Linked DNA regions of Danio rerio: region 2 is linked to region 1. The links are chromatin contacts, called in public Micro-C maps. All regions are on one chromosome and are shown on one strand. Each heading gives the region's core, a stretch centred on a gene start, on an enhancer-like site or on the middle of the called end of the contact. The rest is flanking DNA. Distances are from core to core; before and after follow the strand shown.

Region 1 (3,921 bases), core at 595-3,094:
CGCGTTTGAACACGCTGCCTCTGCATCGCCTGGATGTGTGTGTCAAAATGTAGCTATTAATAATTAAATATAGTTCCATAGTCATGTAAAACCTCAAAATGTAGAGGAACTTTCCAGACTAAAATTAACCTGATATTTTTCATACTACTTTTTATGGTTCATTGAAAAACAACTCTTTAATGGTGATTGGACTCCCAGAGAGCAGTTTTTCTGCCAACAAAATATTTGAGGAAAAAACAAATCTAAATTGCATCCTAAATTTGCATGCTCCAGCGCACTCAAAGTGTTTTGTATTTTGCTGGTGATTGCAAGCTACATACTTAAGCATGTGGACTTAGTAAGTCAATATTGATTCACAGACTTTTTCATTGTATCCATTTGCATTTAACACCAAGTTTTATTTATTGCTTCTTGAAGTAACATGTACACTTTCTGTACCACATGGGCATTGTTGTCTGCTATTGGTCAGGTAAAATGTATGTATGTCTTTAACTCAGGCCCATAGCCAGTGGTGGTTAGGGTGGTTCGAAAGACCCACCCCCTCACTTATAAAGGTCCAAAAAGTGTCCTATACATGAGCTCATTTCTTCAATTTTGACTGCTTTGCCATCATAAATTGTGAAAATAACTCATCGAATAAAGCTTTAATACAGAGAAAAATATGACGTAAGTGACGTCATCTTTCACTACTGACCATCTGTATTGTTGTTCAATTGTGAAAACATTTTACAAATAACTTTTATTCTAAGTTTGGGACCTTATTCTTTAAAGAAAAAAATTACAAATAAAAAGCTGTGATGCACAAAAAGTCATTTTTGAAGCATATACAAGTATATTTTAATACTAATAAGGCTATTTTTGTTTTCCAGGAATTTTCAGATGTACTTTTTTTTACAAGAGAGGCTAGAAAAATTGTGAAGCTCTACGTTGGTTTTCTTCTTCTTATTATTATTATTATTATGTAATTTTTTTTTGTTATTCAAGTGGCCAAATTCTAACTGAGGAAAGTTGAATGTGCTGGCGTGTTTGTTATTTGCTAAAAAATTGGCGACTTAGCCTTAATAGGCAGTTTTTAATTTAAAACTTTAGCAGATTCCTTTATCTTTTCCTTATGATATATGATAAAATAATACATATAAATATAATTTTTTTCATATTTTTTATTCTAAATATTTAGGAAATGTTTTTGGTACATCATAAAGTGTGGTTATGATGGCCACCCGACAAGCTAATCCAGAAATAAATTATGCTTAAAATGTCACTAAAATGCAGTATTCAAACTATAAATACTTAACTTCGTAATGAAATAGAAAAAAAGGTCCACTTTTTGAAAAAAAAAGAAGCACTCCTTTCACCAGGCTGGCTGTGGGCCTGTAACTACTGCTCATTTCAACCATTTGTACACTAACAATAGCATTTGCATCTAACTATAAAGTTTATATTTAATTAATATTCAATTTAATTAACATTATTAAATGTTATCTTTATCTAATGTCAATTTTAATGCCATATTTTGGACAAAATAAAGTTAATATATCCCACTTATAGTCCATAATGACACCAAAATAGTTTTTGCACTATTGCATTGACCAGAATTATAATACTAGTGCATTGCTAATAGTATGCAAATTGTGATTATTTATTCCACATAATGTCCTACAAAAACCGCTTACTCCATGCTGATGTTTCAGCATACAGGCAAAAAAGAAAAAAACAACCCTCATCAAATATGCTGTGTCTTTCCTCTAGAGCTCTACGTGCATCCATTTCCTCTCCTGTGCCTCTCTCCATCTCTTTTATATTACTGTTATGTAACTCCTCTTACCTTGGAATGCATACCCATGCCTATAACTTCTCTTTCTCCCTGCACTCGAGCCACAGTGTGGGCATACGCCGTACCGATGGGAGGACGGAGGAAAGTGGAACAGAATGTGAGAATGAGATATTCGCAGTAATTCGGTAATGGGTATCACAGGACCAGACTGTGAATGAGTTATTCAGCAGGGAACCGGGCCTGTGCTAACTTCCAATGAGCCCGATGCAGCACTGCTATGTGCATGCCATCAGAGAGAATTTAAGAAAACAAGAGCCGAAGGGAGGGTGCGATGGATTCTTTGAGAGGGAGAGAGTTTAGTCCTGTGGTCTCATAACTGGAGGAATTTGTTTATAGGCACTTGGGGACTGTGGACTAGCGTGGTTGAGTTTGTGTGTGGGAGCGTTACAGAATTAAAAAGGGTTAAATTCATGCATGCTTGCTTACTTTTATTGAAAGCTAGTTTTGGAGCTTTTGCTGTGCTTCTCTTACCTGTCGCAGTGGTTGCACTTGAAAGGTTTGGCACCAGTGTGTTTGCGGTAGTGCCTCGTCAGTTCGTCGCTTCGTGCGAAACGCCATTCACAGCCTTCCCAGGAGCATTTGTAAGGCTTCTCACCTGCATGCACAAACACACATCATTTAATCCCCCCTTCACCATTCACACACACCTGTACACAGATGGTGCGCCTCTGGAGCGAGGCTGCTGCTGTGCCACTGTGAGTACAGTCAGCAGTTCCATTATCAACATCATTCATTACTGTTTCTCTCAATCACATATCCTAGCCAGCCAATCGGATCACACCATTTATTGCCCAGTTCTCCAAATTACAGCGCTGTAGCTCAAACCTCCTGCATTCTCAGTAGTCAAATGTAAAATATATATAGAAAAGAAAGAAAATGAAACAGATTTTGATTCAATCAAATCACTGTTTTACATTTTTTCTTAAACTGAAGAGGGGCTGCATAAATGTGCTCAGTCACCATAACAGAACGAATTCATAACCCAAAGTCAAGTATCCAAAATGAAGCCATTTGTGCTAAATGTTCTCCACCCTCCCAGTAAGCTCTGAAATTCAAATGAAGTTAAACAGATGGGAAAGGAGATACCAATTGTTCCACATGCCGTATTTTTATGCCTCAGATTTAAAATATGGCCTTGAGTGAGGAAGGAAGGGGGGGATTTCAGCACCCGAAGAGAGGGTCCCGGCACAGTGGCAGTGTTCCTAGGGAACAGAACAGGCTTCAGCCTGGGGCCTGGGTGGGAATGGGGAGGGTGTCGATGGCACTGATTCAGATCTGGAGGTGGTAATGATAATTGGGGTCTTAATGATGCTTAATGGGAAACAATGCCGTATTCACAGCACAAGAGCTGCCAGGTTTTCAAGCAAATGTTGTGTGCACCAATGTTACTAACTACAGTACAGCTCCATTTAAAATGAATGTTGCCCAATTTGAAAAAGTTATTTATTTAATTAGTGCCTAACATGCTTCTTAAGTAGGCTGACCACCAGGTAGGATGGCGATTTAGGGGTTTTATATACTGCATGTAATTTTTTGCATAAATATTTGTTACATTTAAATAACATGTTATAACAAAATATTTAGGTTGGCTTGATAGTCTATTACAGTCATATATATATATATATATATATATATATATATATATATATATATATATATATATATATACATACATACATACATACATACATACATACATACATACATACATACATACATATATATATATATATATATATAAGGTTAGGTAAGTTGATAGGTTATGCATCATTGCTAGCGTGTTCTGGGAGGTTGCTATTAGGGGTGTACTGTAAGTCAGACGTCTCATCACAATATAATATAGCATCAATACTCTTGGCCAGTGATGAGATATTTGATAATACAAAATTGTATGATTAAATTCTGATTGAGTCTGTGGCATAACTTTGAGGTTCTAAGTGAGCTGTACATTTACCAGAATGTTACACGGAAACAGTGCAGATACTGATTAGACAGAGAATGGTCACTATACACTTCGTTGGATTTGCTTCAGGAGATACCAGACCCACTATATTTAAATAAACAGTCACGAAGAGCCACTGTAGGAT
Region 2 (3,921 bases), core at 762-3,261, 43 kb after region 1:
TCTTTGCCAATGGCGCTGGCATATGAACTCATCTGCAGGTTTTACAAGCTCACAACATGAGCTTGTTTCTATTGAATTATTATTAGCTTCGTAGCTCTATCTTGATTTGTGTGTGTGTGTGTGTGTGTTTTACCCCCTCAAATTCTCTTAGTTTCTATCATGCACATGGCCAAAGAAGTGTCAAACGGCAGGCAAAATTGTAAATCTTGTGTGCTTGGACAGCCAATTCACAACACTGCAGGGTATGAATGCTTCACACACACACAAGCTATTATCTGATATGATCATAAGACTTTGATTAACACCAGAACTGTCTTATTGCACAACATATTCATTTAATCATTAAGATGATTTCGCCGGTTCATATTTTCCTTCGATACTCATACCAATATGTCTATATTTGCATTTTCTACCTGGTAATATTTGTGTTGTGTAGAATTGCCTTGTGAGTTGCTGGTAGGGGTAGATCTGTTTCAAGTCCACACTCTAGCGATAAATAACCACTCGCTGCATTTCCCTGCAGTTGAGCACATGGAATTGCAATGAGCTCAAGACAGCCGGTGCATGCCTGCAGAGGCGCCCATCGTCACATCGATTTCCAGAAGTCCTTCTACCACAATTGGTAAACCGTAATATTGCATTAATGCTGTTTAATTCATACAAAATCCAAATCCCAATGTTATCAGTACTGTATTTAACTACTAAACAATTATTGCCTGACACAAATCAATTGATTTGCATTGATTTTACACAGACCTCATGTCACTTAAAACATGACCCTGACAGATATTTCCCAATGTGCATCACTTCCACCAGATCTTCCAGAAGGCTTAAGTGGGATGTCATAAAAATGTAAAACACAGCTATTATCATTGATTACCTTTACCCTTCAAGAGTCAGCAAATTGTTATACAGATGCACAGCAGCTCTCAGAAAGAAAGAAAAAAAAGTGTGATTTGAATGCATTCTCCTCACATCCACTCACGCGCGCACCCTCGCGGCGGAGGTAATACATAATACATGACGATCGGGAACTGCTCTTGATATCGTCGTGCTGAAAAACACGAAGTAATCTGACAGATGCGAATGCATTATTTAATAACAAGTCGCTTATTGTTAGCGAAGCTCTTACTTTCTCCATCCATATTACGTGCGCCTTTAACAAAACGCCATTCAGTCAGTTTCAGCCAGAAATAATGCACATGATTCATCTCGTGTCTCATTCTGTCACTCTGTTTTGCCTGGAGTATAACACTAAGAAGTACACTACATTAGCACACAACGTATTGCAGACTATTCTTCTCACTAATAATCACTTTCACGTCGCTAAAATAAAAGGAACGGAGTTCTAGCTTCATGCTTTCATATGAAAGCAGCAACACAGCACCTGCATCACTAAAATCCACTACGCGCAAAAATTTGGACAGCGTGTTTTGGATAGGCGCGCGCACGGTGAAGTTGTGAATGTTTCCATCAGGTACATCTGCGCACATAAGCAATGCTTATTTACGCAAACAACTAACAGTCCAAGTAGTTTCGTGCAAACTCTCTCACCTGCTGCCAGTTCTCCTCCAGCGACGGCATCGCTGAGAAGTAGCCCGTGTCGTGCACCAGCTGAAGTTCCTGAAAAATACTGTAATTCGCCAACACGTCCATGTTGATGCTCACAAGAAAAACAAAACTGATGCTTTGATCCTCAGGTATAAATTGTTTTCTTCTCAGCCCGCTGTCAGACGCAAAAAGGAATGCTTCAAATCCTCCGTGAAGTGTAGTTAAAGCTGGTTGTTTTAAGCGCTAATGGAAAAAAAAGGAAGGAAAAAAATAAAAAACAATTCTTGTCACTTAATTGCAGTCCCCGCGAACTCTCAGATCCTCAGCCTGGGAGTGGGATGCAAACTCGGTGACATGAAGTGTCCACCTATTTCCGCATTGCCTCTGTGTCTTTTGCGCTATAAATTCCAGGTAGCCTTTCTCCTGAATGCCGTGGATCACCAAGGCAAGTTGCTGGGCTCGCTGCCTCGCGAGCGAGAGGAAGCAAAGGGAGCCGAGGGGGCGTGGTTTGTTGTCAATCAATTCCGTGCGTGACCATATACGGTAAATAAGGTTGATGATCTCACTGGCGTCCAAGTAAGGCGGTGCTTAAATAGCTAAAGAGGTGGAGTGAAATCTGAATAATATAGCGCGATTGGCTCGTGACACTTGTCAATCGGGCCGTAGAAGGCAGTGAAAGGTGAGCTATTTTTAGAGAGCTATATAGCAGCGGCAGCGCACTGGCGTCGCTCATACGGCCGGAGAGAACGCAACAAACAGAAGCAGAAGTTGCAGATTGTAACGTGAGGCAAGTCTCTATGTAGTCATATCTGCTGGAAATGATACATTACGGGTATCTCACAGCGCAAAGCTGCCTATAAAGTTGGAAGTGTCGTTTGGAAAATAATTAATGTTATGATGCAATGTTCAAGCGTAGGCGAATGCTGAAAAAAAAGTCTGAAGATCTTCTCAGATGTTTCACAAGTAGTAGGATTAAGCGCTTCACAGACAAGATCGGGGCTACTTTAAACATTTTAATTCTGAAATAAGAGGCTTAGCACTTAGAAATGAGTTTTAGCTTCTCTAATGGCACAAATTACCGCAAAGAGCATTGCAACTGTTTCAGCAACGCAATTGATGGCATTGATTTGCAGTACTGATCTGGTTATTGTTCTGTAAAGGGTAATTGACTCATCAGGATGGTTTTTCACCCTGTGGGCAAGCCAGAAACACTCCTAATAGCAGTTAATTCCTGAAATCCATAAAAACGCAACCTAAAAAGTGTAATATTTCTAAATAATGATTGTTGCCTATAGCAGTCCTGTAACTGACTGCTCATACTGCAAACGTTTACTTAATTCGTGCTCATCTATCTATCTATCTATCTATCTATCTATCTATCTATCTATCTATCTATCTATCTATCTATCTATCTATCTATCTGTCTGTCTGTCTGTCTGTCTGTCTGTCTGTCTGTCTGTCTGTCTGTCTGTCTGTCTGTCTGTCTGTCTGTCGTAAACAGATTTATCTTTGTTCAACAAACCATTATTCAAGCAAAAGCTTTTATTCAAAGTTATTATGAATCTAGTTTCTTAATGTAGCCTAATTAATATGAACTTGCTTGTAGTGTTAAAATTCATCACAATGTATGACACAAGATGACACATTTTACATTCAGATTTTTAATCTTAATACATGTGGTGTGTGTGTGTGTGTGTGTGCTTAATGTTACCAGAAGTAATGTCTGGCCAATGAAAGTTTATATTTTACCCCTTATTCAAACATATTGATGTTATGTTATTGTAAATATTCTAAGCAAATATAAGTGTGTTTGTTTGGAGAGCGTTTTGTGATCAAGAAAAACCTACTTACTGAAAAATGTGCAGGAGAATGGCTGCCAATTAAATAAAAGGGAGAAAAAAGGAAAACAATAATTAATAACTAATAAACATAATTAATAATAACCGAATGTAGTCACTTTGCATACTTAAACTTGTAAGATTTTTGTTTACTCTGCATTAATTTACCTGTAAAATCTCTTTTTTTTGCCAACAAAAGTAATTCATTCATTTATTATTTTCATTTAGTCCCTTTCTTCATCAGGGGTCACCACATTAGAATGAACCGCCAACTTATCCAGCATACAGTTGAAGTCAGAATTATAAGCCCCCCTTTGAATTTTTTTTAATTTTTAAAATTTTTTTTTAAATATTTCTCAAATTATGTTTAACGAAGCAAGGATATTTTCACAGTATGTCTGATAATGTTTTTTCTTCTGGAAAAAAGTTTTATTTTGGCTAGAATAAAAGCAGTTATTAATTTTTTTAAACACCATTTTAAGGACAAAATTATTAGCCCCTTTAAGCAAATTTTTTTGAAAGTCTACAGAAC

The links. A called contact is a pair of places that touch in the nucleus more often than the background predicts.
Region 2: a contact with region 1 is called in a Micro-C map of caudal fin, with 1.6 times the contacts expected there. The contact joins the promoter of klf7b here to the enhancer-like site in region 1. A contact is called at or near these places in 2 of 18 Hi-C or Micro-C datasets (caudal fin and hematopoietic stem cells).

Annotation. Positions count from the first base shown.
Region 1 is chr9:30,023,832-30,027,752 of GRCz12tu, forward strand. klf7b (Kruppel like factor 7b) reads right to left here. Exons shown (of 4, transcript NM_001044766.2): 3 at 2,306-2,429. The region is part of intron 1 of LOC141376143 (a long non-coding RNA gene); the gene reads left to right. Among named protein-coding and RNA genes, the nearest start is that of klf7b, 43 kb to the right of the region's middle. Within about 2 kb of position 1,845, at least 2 of the 62 cell types and tissues checked have an H3K27ac peak or open chromatin away from gene starts, as enhancers often do. A contact at or near this core is called in caudal fin, where this site is marked.
Region 2 is chr9:30,066,384-30,070,304 of GRCz12tu, forward strand. It overlaps klf7b (Kruppel like factor 7b), which reads right to left and starts at 2,012. Exons shown (of 4, transcript NM_001044766.2): 1 at 1,555-2,012. The coding sequence starts at 1,656. The region is part of intron 1 of LOC141376143 (a long non-coding RNA gene); the gene reads left to right.